3 separate regions of the Gossypium hirsutum genome follow, and all the other regions are linked to region 2. The links are chromatin contacts, called in public Hi-C maps. All regions are on one chromosome and are shown on one strand. The core of a region is the stretch at or near the end of the contact, and the rest is flanking DNA. Distances in the headings are between cores, read along the strand shown. Region 1 holds the start of LOC107950755 (circumsporozoite protein). Region 2 holds the start of LOC107950744 (ubiquitin-conjugating enzyme E2-17 kDa). Region 3 holds the start of LOC107950750 (COP1-interactive protein 1).

Evidence for each region. A called contact is a pair of places that touch in the nucleus more often than the background predicts.
Region 1: a contact with region 2 is called in a Hi-C map of leaf, with 2.0 times the contacts expected there. The contact joins the promoter of LOC107950755 here to the promoter of LOC107950744 in region 2. A contact is called at or near these places in 2 of 34 Hi-C or Micro-C datasets (both in leaf).
Region 3: a contact with region 2 is called in a Hi-C map of leaf, with 2.6 times the contacts expected there. The contact joins the promoter of LOC107950750 here to the promoter of LOC107950744 in region 2. A contact is called at or near these places in 12 of 34 Hi-C or Micro-C datasets (anther, callus, hypocotyl and 2 more).

What each region holds. Positions count from the first base shown.
Region 1 is chrD03:33,643,155-33,646,655 of Gossypium_hirsutum_v2.1, reverse strand. It overlaps LOC107950755 (circumsporozoite protein), which reads right to left and starts at 2,249. Exons shown (of 5, transcript XM_016885706.2): 1 at 1,926-2,249; 2 at 1,725-1,840; 3 at 625-1,630; 4 at 246-373. The coding sequence starts at 1,811.
Region 2 is chrD03:33,176,827-33,180,617 of Gossypium_hirsutum_v2.1, reverse strand. LOC107950744 (ubiquitin-conjugating enzyme E2-17 kDa) reads right to left here and starts at 1,920. Exons shown (of 5, transcript XM_016885696.2): 1 at 1,749-1,920; 2 at 1,525-1,604; 3 at 815-942. The coding sequence starts at 1,594.
Region 3 is chrD03:33,525,477-33,528,879 of Gossypium_hirsutum_v2.1, reverse strand. It overlaps LOC107950750 (COP1-interactive protein 1), which reads right to left and starts at 1,682. Exons shown (of 4, transcript XM_016885702.2): 1 at 1,496-1,682; 2 at 956-1,013. It overlaps LOC107950749 (COP1-interactive protein 1), which reads right to left. Exons shown (of 3, transcript XM_016885701.2): 3 at 2,338-3,403. The coding sequence ends at 2,505.

The sequences.
Region 1 (3,501 bases), core at 1,000-3,499, 470 kb before region 2:
TCTTTGAAAGAAAGGTAAAGATAACTAAACAGCATTCAAAGAACAAGATGTGCCAAGATAATGGCTAAGGTTTATTAATTTTATGTCTACCCCATTTAGATGGCACTGGTGTTGATTGCATACCGAGTAATCAAGAGTTGATTCAAACCATTAAGTTAAAAGGGGAAAAAGACCTGACATCTAATGAGCCATAATTTGTGATTCTACCTGATGCTCACATAGAGTTGGCAATCATTTACAAATACCTTTCCGTCTTGTTTCTCTTGGATTTGAACATCTGTCTTCTCCAACCGAACAAAAGCAGGGGCAGATATTTTAATGGCTAAAGCCCCCTTTCCCTTGTTCTGAATCAGAAGTGATAGATCTGGAGATTCTGTAACATTTGCAAACAAAAGTTAAAAAAGGCCGAATTTTACAATGCAGAATAATTAAGCGCGGAAGAGAGAAACAAATTTTGTCTAAACTCTATACCATACTTTTTTACAATGTTAAAAACTTCCATCGATGTCTACAATGTAGAATGTTAAATCTCACAAGTCACAACAAAAGAAATAAGATATTTGCAATCACATTACCAGAAAAATAAAAAGAGTCAAAATCATAGCCTAGTTAGATGACACTTACCATTTCCTGGGACTCGCAAACACGCAGCAAACCGTTTATTCTTGTCCATACACATATTAGAAGGATCACATTCTTCACCCCGAAAACCATCTTTCCATGTTGGTGGTGGTGGTGGCATAACCAAGTTCTGGGTCTTGTCTTTCTCGGACTTAACTTCCTTATGATTTTCACTATCATCTGGTTTTCCCTTTTCTTCACCATCCGTCTTTTCTTTGGCTTCAATATTTGACTTTTCCTGACCCTTTTGCACATTGTTACCTTCTATCTCACCATCTGTATTCCCTTTGTTATCATGTTTTGATTCTTCCAAACCCTTTTGCACGTTATCAACTTCTTTCGCACCATTCGTCTCTCCTCTGGTTTTAAGATTTGATTCTTTCTGACCTTTTTGCTCATTATCACCTTCTTTCGCACCATCCATCACTCCTTTGGATTCCTGACCCTCCTTATCGCCTTTTCCACCATCTGCCTTTCCCCTGGCTTCAAACTGCGATTCTTCCTTACCCTTTTGCTCGTTATCACCTTTTGTACTGTCCACTTTTCCTCCGGCTTCAAACCGCGATTCGTCCTTACCCTTGTGCTCATTATCACCTTTTCCACCATCTGCCTTTCCTCCGGCATCAAAATGTGATTCTTGCTTAGCCTTTTGCACATTATCACCTTCTCCACTATCGGTCTTTCCTCCGGCTTCAACATGTGACTCTTCCCGACCCTTGTGCTCAATATCACCTCGTTGTTCATTGTCTGAATTTCCTTCTGCTTCACTACTTGAATCTTTCCCATCCTTCACCAAATTCTCACCTCCATTTGAACCTGATTGCAGTTTCAAATTACTCTTACTTGTATCACTCCCAATATCTCCTTTTGATCCATTAGTTTGATCTCCTCCATTACCTTTCAAGTTTTTAATTCCAATTGAATCTGAAACAGATTTAGATTCACCATTTTCCTTCAACAGTTCCACTGTGCCATCTAATTTCTGATTTAAACCAGTCTGTTCGTTCCCCTAAAAAGGAAAAATCAATGAGAAATTTTATTTGATCCCATGAATGAAATTAAAAAATTTAATCAACTTTCTCCATTAAAAAAAAAACACTCACCTTTGGATCAGAACCTGAGCAATCGACAGCAACTAGCAGTAGAAAAAATCCCATCAAAAGAACATAATTTCTTTCCATATTTAACATAAACCCAATTTTTTTGCTACAATAAGAACCTATTCATCACAGAATTTAATCAAAAGCAACCTCAAAACAGTCTAAATATATATGAAGAAGAAGAAGAAGTTGAAGGTTTCTAACCTTAAAAAGTAGACCTTTTTTTGTACACTAATTTGGACAGCTTCCACATTCACCACTTCCAAACTTGAAATACTTCATTTCTCATCAAAATTTTAGAGAAAAAAGAAGATCAGACATACAAGGGTAGATTTAAAAAAAAAAAGTGTTGGAATAGGAACAGGGGTTAACTGGGGGAGAAAAAAAACAAGGAGACTTTGAACCGAGAAAGGAAACGGTGGCGTTTAGGAGTTATATATAAGCGGAACAGAGTTCCAAGGATATAGGTTGCATAATTGACATTGGCTTTGGATCGCATCGCAAATCTTCTTTTCCTGTTTCTGAAGCAACGTTAATTATTATTATTAACTTTTTTAATTTACGATTTTTTAAATCATTTTATGACACTTGCAACATTAGTTATGTATCAATATAAGTGCGATATTCAAGTTTAGGTATTAATTATGTTTAAAATAAATTTAGATATCTGTTTTTTTACATATATAATATAAAAAAAAGTTTCAAAATGGTATACCAGCTGAACTATTTACGAAAATGGTGTATCAGGGATGGTGGAGGGTGGCGCATAGGTGGCACCACCTTTATTTTTAGACTTTTCTGACTGACAGTGAAAAAAACACTTTTTTAATAGGTGAAACCTTTTGAATACGCAACCCGAGTACAAATACAAAACAAATATAAAATGAAATTAAAAAAAAGGAAAATCGAAAAAATAGGGTGAAGGGTGAGTGTCAGGCGGCACTGGTGAAGCCCTCTTAACAGGCGACATCATGTTAGCCCTAACTCCCTCGACTATTGCGTCGTGATGGGATGAGACCCATAAGGGTCTTGTGAAATCGAGTTTGGGGGACCTTATAACCATGGTCCCTTAAAGTGAAAAAAAGAAAAAAGAAAAATGTTATGGTTTAGCTAACGGTCATATCTTTGTTTATATTTCTATTAAGACTGTTAAAAATAATTAGTTAAACGCTGCAATTTCTTTTGAGTGGATTAGTGATACGATGAGTTTTTTGTCTAGTAAAAAACGGGTGCGTTTAGTCTATTGCAGTATAGCGGTTATTGCTGTCATTATATTGCTTGTAACCGAAAGGGAAAGACATGAAAAATTGAATTCTGTTTTCAGCTTCTTTTTTCTCTTTCTGTTTTTTCTCTGGATTTCCTCTCTTCTTTCTTTTTTATCTCTATCTCAAATCATTCTTCAACAAAGGTATCAAAGCTATCGATCCTCATGACTGGTGACGGAGTAACCATGCAAATGTAGAAGGAACTCGGACAGATCCAAGGTGAACTTTCTCACATGCAGTCAGAGTTTTCTCAGTTGAATACATGAATTGATGTTCGGTTGAAAGATCTACAAGAAGGAATCAAGTCGGAGGTACGTAAATGAATCAAGTCGGAGGTACGTACAAAACTTCGTTCTGAGCTTCACTCTTTATTTGAGCAATATTTTGGTCATGGACCTCTAATGGCAGTGGACGGTGCGGTGAATAGTAAAGGTAAAGGGATTTTGGGGTCACCACCTAGTTTCCCATCTTAAGAACACATAATAGTATCTCCGATGGCAGATCTAGGCCATTCA
Region 2 (3,791 bases), core at 671-3,170:
TGGAGATAACAATATTGGTGCGCCAGAATAAGCTAATAAATGCTAAAAGGCAATCAAGTAGTATTAGCATTTACTCATTTCATTGTCAAGCAATGTTTGCATAAGCCACTTGCACTGCTGAGACACCTTGGTCACAGTATCTACAACAAGGAATTAGCCATATAACATGAAGGCTTTAAACATTTATGCTATATACACATCCCACCAAATGTTGATAGGTAAATCAGGAAAAGGTAAGAGCATTCACCACATGGTCCACATAAAAAAAAAATTCTTATTGGAATTCTGAGAAGATAACAATCATGTCTACACTCTACAGCACTTGCATAGATGGTTATATATAAAAAAAATAGCTTGTTCACATAAAAAAGTTGCAGAATATGCTAAGAAATTTTCTTCAAGGCACTTAGAGATATAGTGGCATGATTTTAAATGAAAAAGACAGCCAGTTACAGTCAAATATATAGGCAATAAAGATAATGTTAAGCATCCAACCTAAAACCAATTGGTAATAAGTGGAGTGGCACAACTTAAATATGACCAATACTTAATAAATGTGGGATAACATCACCTAACACTCCCCCTCACGTGTAGCTCAACTGGGCCTACAAATAGACAACCTGAATACTAATGTTATGCATCCAAACTGAAACCAAAAGTAATAAGTGGAAGGACCAAACTTGTAAATGAGACCACAGGAAATCCAGTAATTAACAGATATAGGATAACAACACTTGATAGCTAAAAATACAAATTATAGAGCCAAGGCAAGAAAGAATGTAAACTAGTTTGGTTCAGGAATACAATCAACTACCTTTGGTGGTTTAAATGGATAGTCCGGAGGGAAATGAATGGTGACTAGAAACACTCCACCAGCATAAGGACTGTCAGGAGGACCCATAATAGTTGCTTGCCAATGAAACATGTCTTCAGCAACAGGGCCTAATTCAATAGTAAAAATAAGCAAAAGGACAATAGTTAGATGAACAATCACCAAGTAATCTTATGATAATATTTTCCCAAATAAAAATTGAACGAACCACTCATCCTTTCTCTTATTTGCCTTAAGAAATTTAAGCACATATAACAGAAATGACGAGTTCATATACTCAATACATGCAATTATGCAAATCGTTTCCTTACAAACTTCACCTATACATGAACAATTTCGTATGACCGAATAACACCTTAACAAACAGACATGAACAATAATTAACTAATAATTAGACATGAAAATTTTAAAAAAATAAAAAAGAAATATATTGTGGTTAGAAAAAAATGGAATCATCATGGTCAAAATGAAAAGACTAATAATTAAGTATAGAAAATAGATTCGTTATATATAGGTCAAATTGAATTATGCAGCAATAGTAATTATCATGTCATAATTTTCTTTTTCAAAAGCAGATATCTAAAAAATTTCTAATCATTTTTTCAAAAAAAAAAAAGAGTTTCAACGAACAAATCTTTAAAAATTCAGAAATGAACAAATCGAAACACGAAATAGAAAAAAAAATTTTGAACCTGCGCTGCAAGAGGTAGGAGGATCTTTCTGGAGATCCTTGAGCTCCTTCAAGATCCGCTTTGAAGCCATCACCTAAACCCTAAAACAAACAAAATCTTTAAAAAAATAGAACTTTTCAAGCTAGATCGCTTTTTGTGTCTAGCAAAGAAAATTTTAAATTGAAGAGAAACCAAAAAAATGAAACGAAATAAAGAGGAAACTGGAGAGAAAAAAGAACAAGTACCTGAGAGATCCTCCTGTCCTAGGCTATTGTCTGTTTGGGGTTTTTTTTTTTTTTTAGTTGCTGAAAATAGCGGAAGAAATGTAAAGAGGCAAAAATAAAGCTTTAAAAATAGATCTCCCAGAACATCATTTTTTAATAATAAAAATTATAATTATTATGTAGAAAAAGGCAAAAATTGGGATGTTTTGTGCTCTCATTGGCTATCTTTGTAGACCCCACACGATTATAAGAGAATTTTATTTTGTATTTCTTTTGACACGGATACCTTCTCTTTAGAGATGGCATTGGCAACCGCGTGTGGCGCGTGAAGGTAATTTGCAGGAGTGTGCAAAAATAAATCGTTGATTTTGGTTTTGAAAAAAAATATTTTTTTATTTTTATTTTTATATTTTATAAACTCAAACTCAATTCAAAAACTAATCGTAATCGGGGTAAATTACATTTATTGTCACTAAATTATTAATAAATTTATGTTTTCGTCACTCAATTATAAAAGCTTACAAAATGATCACTAAATTATTCGAAAGTTTTTATTTAATTCAACGAGTTGTTAAAATTGATGTTATATGACTTTTTTATCCGCATCGCCTCCACCAATCAAACGATTTGCTTTCCCTTCTCTTTTACAATTCATTTTGTTTTCAAGAAACAGCTTTAAACGTTGTGAATATGCAAACCAAAATTCAAACAATTTTTTTTTCTGATATCATACATTGATCTTTAGATTGACTTAGATTTAAGGTATATTTTTCTACTCTTAATGGATATTGAGCTACTGTACCAACCATCTAATTGTTGCTTGAAACTCGTTAGTCAGGCTTTAAAAAAAAAACAACCCAGTATTTTAAATAGAAACTTTAAAATAATTTAATCTCATTTCATAATTTTTTTTAAGTTTAATCACGTAATTCACCCTTAAAATTTATACCTAATTGGGCCAATATCCAAAAATTAAATCCAATTGATATTTAAACTCAATTAATAAATTAAACCCAAAAATACTACACCCGAACCCGATCCTTCACTTGCACTACGCGGTTCATTTCAGCATTTGACGCTTTTTTTTTTTCTCATTGAAGCAAAACTCACTTCACTATTTGATAAATAAAAAAATTGTTAATGAAAATAATTTTGTTGCAATGTTGTGTTGGATTATGAAACTTGTGTTATATCGTGTTGTGTTAAATTATTTAGTTTGTCATGTAATAGTTTGTATAATTTCTTTTAAATGTAGATTGTGGATAGAGTTTATCTAAAATAAGTTCTTTTGTTTTTTTTTGTTGGTTTTAGAGGTAAGTTAATTTTGTTTTAAAAGTAAATTGGATTTTAAAATTTTTTGGGTCGCCCCTAATTTTGTTTGGGGTAAATTACGCTGATAATCACTCTAAAATAGGGTTAGCTTTAGTATGATCATTTTAAAAAAAATTCTTAATTTAGTCACCCTGAATAAAATAATTGTGTAAATTAACCACTATCATTAAAATAATTATACGGATTTGTTGGGTGATATTTTGAAATAAAAAATATTTACTTTGTAGCAATATAACTAAAAAATGGTGTTGTGATAAAATTGAATTTAACAAAATAATTTTAACAGTGTTAACGGTTAGATCTGAAATTTAAAATCTAAAACGTAGAGAGAATAATTTTCTAAAATAATAATATATGAACTAAATTTTAAATTTGTAAAGAGTACAGTGATTTTATTGCATATTTTTAACCAGAATTTAATATTAAAGCAAATTAAATTTTTTTAAAAAAACAAAAAAACTTATTTTTTTTAATGAAAATGATTTGTAAAATTTAAAAGTTAATAAGATATTTTAAATTTTAAATTTGATTACTGAATTGATTCTCTTTCAAATTCGTTGTTCTTTGTTTTCAAATTTTAAAAATAAAATAAAAATATATTCTAAACCTTTATGAAGAAATTAAAAATGAAAAGTTAAATTGTACGTACAAAGATTGGTTCCCGTAATTGTCTGTTTGCCACTTGAGTTTTTTGGGGAAGAAATCATTTTTCTGACATGAGATTGCATGGGG
Region 3 (3,403 bases), core at 433-2,932, 350 kb before region 2:
CACCTACTAAGCAAGTGAACATTAAGTTTTCAATAAATGCTAATTCACAAACCTCTCCTACAAAGTTATAGAATGTAAGGTATAATGGTCCAAGAACCAGTACCATACATGGGCCGAAAATGGTTTACTACTGTTGAATTGTCCTGTCCTCATGTTTAATCGTGTGATACTTGACATATGAATTTGATAGTCGATAATTCATATAATACAAATTTCGAAATTGTCTGCTTGAATGAAATTTATATAGAATTAAGATTTGATGCAACGGTATATAATTTTATGTATTGTCAATGAATCACATATTTGCACATCATCTAAAATTTTTAAAAATAAATCCACTTATATTCATTTTTAGATGATGTGTCACTGCATCAAATATAAATCCATTATGTCTTGTTTAATTTAATTTATTTATATTGCGTAATCCTATCATGTCTATCACTATAATCGTTACTCCCTTACCACAGACAACCAATGAAATCAACTATCCTAACACATAAAAACTTCCAAGCAGAAAGAAACAATTGAAATATCAAATCCAAGCTCTTTTTGTTTTTGTTTTTGTTTGGGGTAATCAAGCTCAAAATGACAATCTAAAACCAACAAAAAAGAATTTTCTAATTTTTAAGCATGCTAATAAACAAGACTAATGATTTTAATTATATTATTACAAGAAACAAAAACGTCGTCGTCGTAACCGAATGGATATCTTATCATCAGTATCACCCATTCGTAAATTTGATAAATTGATTTGGAAAAAGAAAAGGTCAGCTGTTCTTCTTTTTTTTTTCGAAACATACGGTAATTCCCAGTCAATTTATCACTCAATTACTCAAAAACCTTTTATAGTATAATATGAAAAAGAGGAAATACTATTGCTAAAATTTAAAAAGGTAATAAACTGTAACTGTAACAAAAAAAAAAAACTCGTTAAAAAATAAACAGTATTATTCACCTGATTCTTCCTCTTCACCTTGTTCTCTCAGTCTTGCTTATGAAGCTTTGATAAGTTTCTACAGAAGCAAATAGATATTTTTTTAGTTCAAATCTAAAGAGAATGAATTTAACATTAATAATCGAATCTAAGATGATGTAAGCAAAAAGTTCAAAAAGTAGAAAAATCTGGAAGATTTTTGAAAAAGGCAAAAAGAAAAAAGTGAGGAAGAAGAAGAACTTCATTTACTTGAATTCAAATTCATGATCTCAAATCATTTTCAATTCTATTTCTTAAAAAAATCAAAACCACGTGGATTTTTGGGAATCTATATACACTAATACAAGAAAATTTTCAACGAGGAAAAGAGAATCCTAAGTTAGATTTATGTTTAAGAAAACGAATGGATGAAAGCTTAATTTATTTTACAAAAATCATGAAAAAAAACACAGATAACTAAAATTGAACTACTAAAGATCAAAGATTTCGATAAAAACTAGAGTTTATGTAATCGAAACAGAAACTACAGTGGTGAAAAATCATTTGATAATCAAAGATTACCTCTGAAGCAGAGCTATAAGGCTTGATTACGAAGAAGAACCAGAAAAAAATCTGAGAAAAGAGAGGCTGTGGGTTGTTTTTTTTTTTTTCCCTCTGAATTGAGAAAAAAAATTAGCAGTGAAAAGGAATAAATGGAGAAAATGAATTTGTTTGTATTAGATTTAGAGAGTGCACTTTCCTGAGCCAGTTTGTAGCTTTAGATTGAATCTTTGGAAATTCTTTTAATAATAATTAATTAACTTACCCTTCCATTTATTATTTATTGCAGTTATACCCTTCTATTCCCTTCAATTTCTCGTCAGAAGAAAACGCGAGATGATTTGATTCCTTTTAATCGGAAAGAAATAATTAAAATTTTCCCGTGCTTTTTGGTGTTTTCAATTTTCGCATTTATTTGAATGTCGTTGACTGATAGTTACCGCAAAAATAAGGATTTTATTAATTATATTACTTATAGTAATAATTTCTTTTGACCCAGAAGCATTTATCATAATTAATACCATAATTTATAATTTTATTAACTATTTTTAAAGAAAATTCACCAATAAAATAAGATGAATATAGAATATAATAAAAAAATTAAAAATTGAATATATAAAAAATATATTCCAATTTTGATGGCCGCAGACCATGGATAAAATAATTACCATATTTTTAATACATTATTTAAATTACATTAGTGTTTTTTCTTTTTGGTGAATAAAATAAGAAATTTTACAATAAGTTAAAAAGGAAAAGTTACCTATAACTGTTAACTATTCTTCTTGTCAAACACCACCCTAAAAATATTCAATTGACCAAATATAAAAATCGATGAATAAGAATAAAACTAGATAAGAATGTAAGAATTTTCTTCTTTTTTTTTTACAAAAATTAATGAATAAAGTAAATAGACTTATTAGATGGAAACAATGTACTGGTGACAGTTCAGACAGTGTTACTTTCCTCTAAAAAAGAATGAATTTAAACATTTGAAAAGAAGAAGAAAAAATCTTAAATTTTAAAAAGTTCATATCTTTGTCTTGATTCTAACAGTCAACTTTGAGACCAATTCCTTGAGATAATCACAGTTGGTACGATGATAATCAATCAACAAACAAAGCTGCCTTATGGCTTCCCTCTTTTCTTCTTCTCGACTCAACAATGTCGCATCTTTTTCTTTATTAATCTTCTCCAATTCTCCCACTTTTTTCTCAAGCACACTCACAGCTTTCAATAGCTTCAACTTTTGTCCTTCTTCTGAATTCGATACCTTGTCATTTTCCCTTTTCTTTTCTGCATTATCTATCAGCTTCGTCAACTCAGTTTCACAAGTAACAAGCTTTTGTTTCAGTTCTTTGTTTTCTTGCTCTAAACTTTCTTTTATGTTCTTGTAATTCTCTTTGTTTTCGTAATGTGTTTTTTCAGCAACCGCGATCCTTAAGCACAGAAGACGGATGTTATCATTGAGTTTCTGGTAGAATTCTTGTGCTAAATTCCCCATCTTTCTTTCTATGTAATTTAACTTGTTTCCTGCAGATAATTGTTTGATAAGCTTTGGGTTACGTTCCATGGTTTTCCTAGTATGTTCTTCTATTTCTTTCATCATTCTCTGTTGGTCTGCAATCTGTAACTCCACTTGGTTTTTCTCCGTCACATGATCCAACTTAACCTCTGTACTCATCTGAGTTGTTTGTTTTTCCCTTTTAGTTTGGCAGTCCTCAAGTCTCCTCTCTCTAAATAGTGCTTCCAGTCCTAGAATTCTTGAATTCAGGTGAGCATTTTCCTCTTTCAATCGATTGATTTCATGAACATTACTCCTCAATTCATCTTTGGATGTAATTTTCTGTTTGCGTAGAGCATCAACCTCCGATTCCAAGTCGATCACCTGCACCTGTAAGCCTTGGTTTTCCTCTTTCAGAGTTTTCA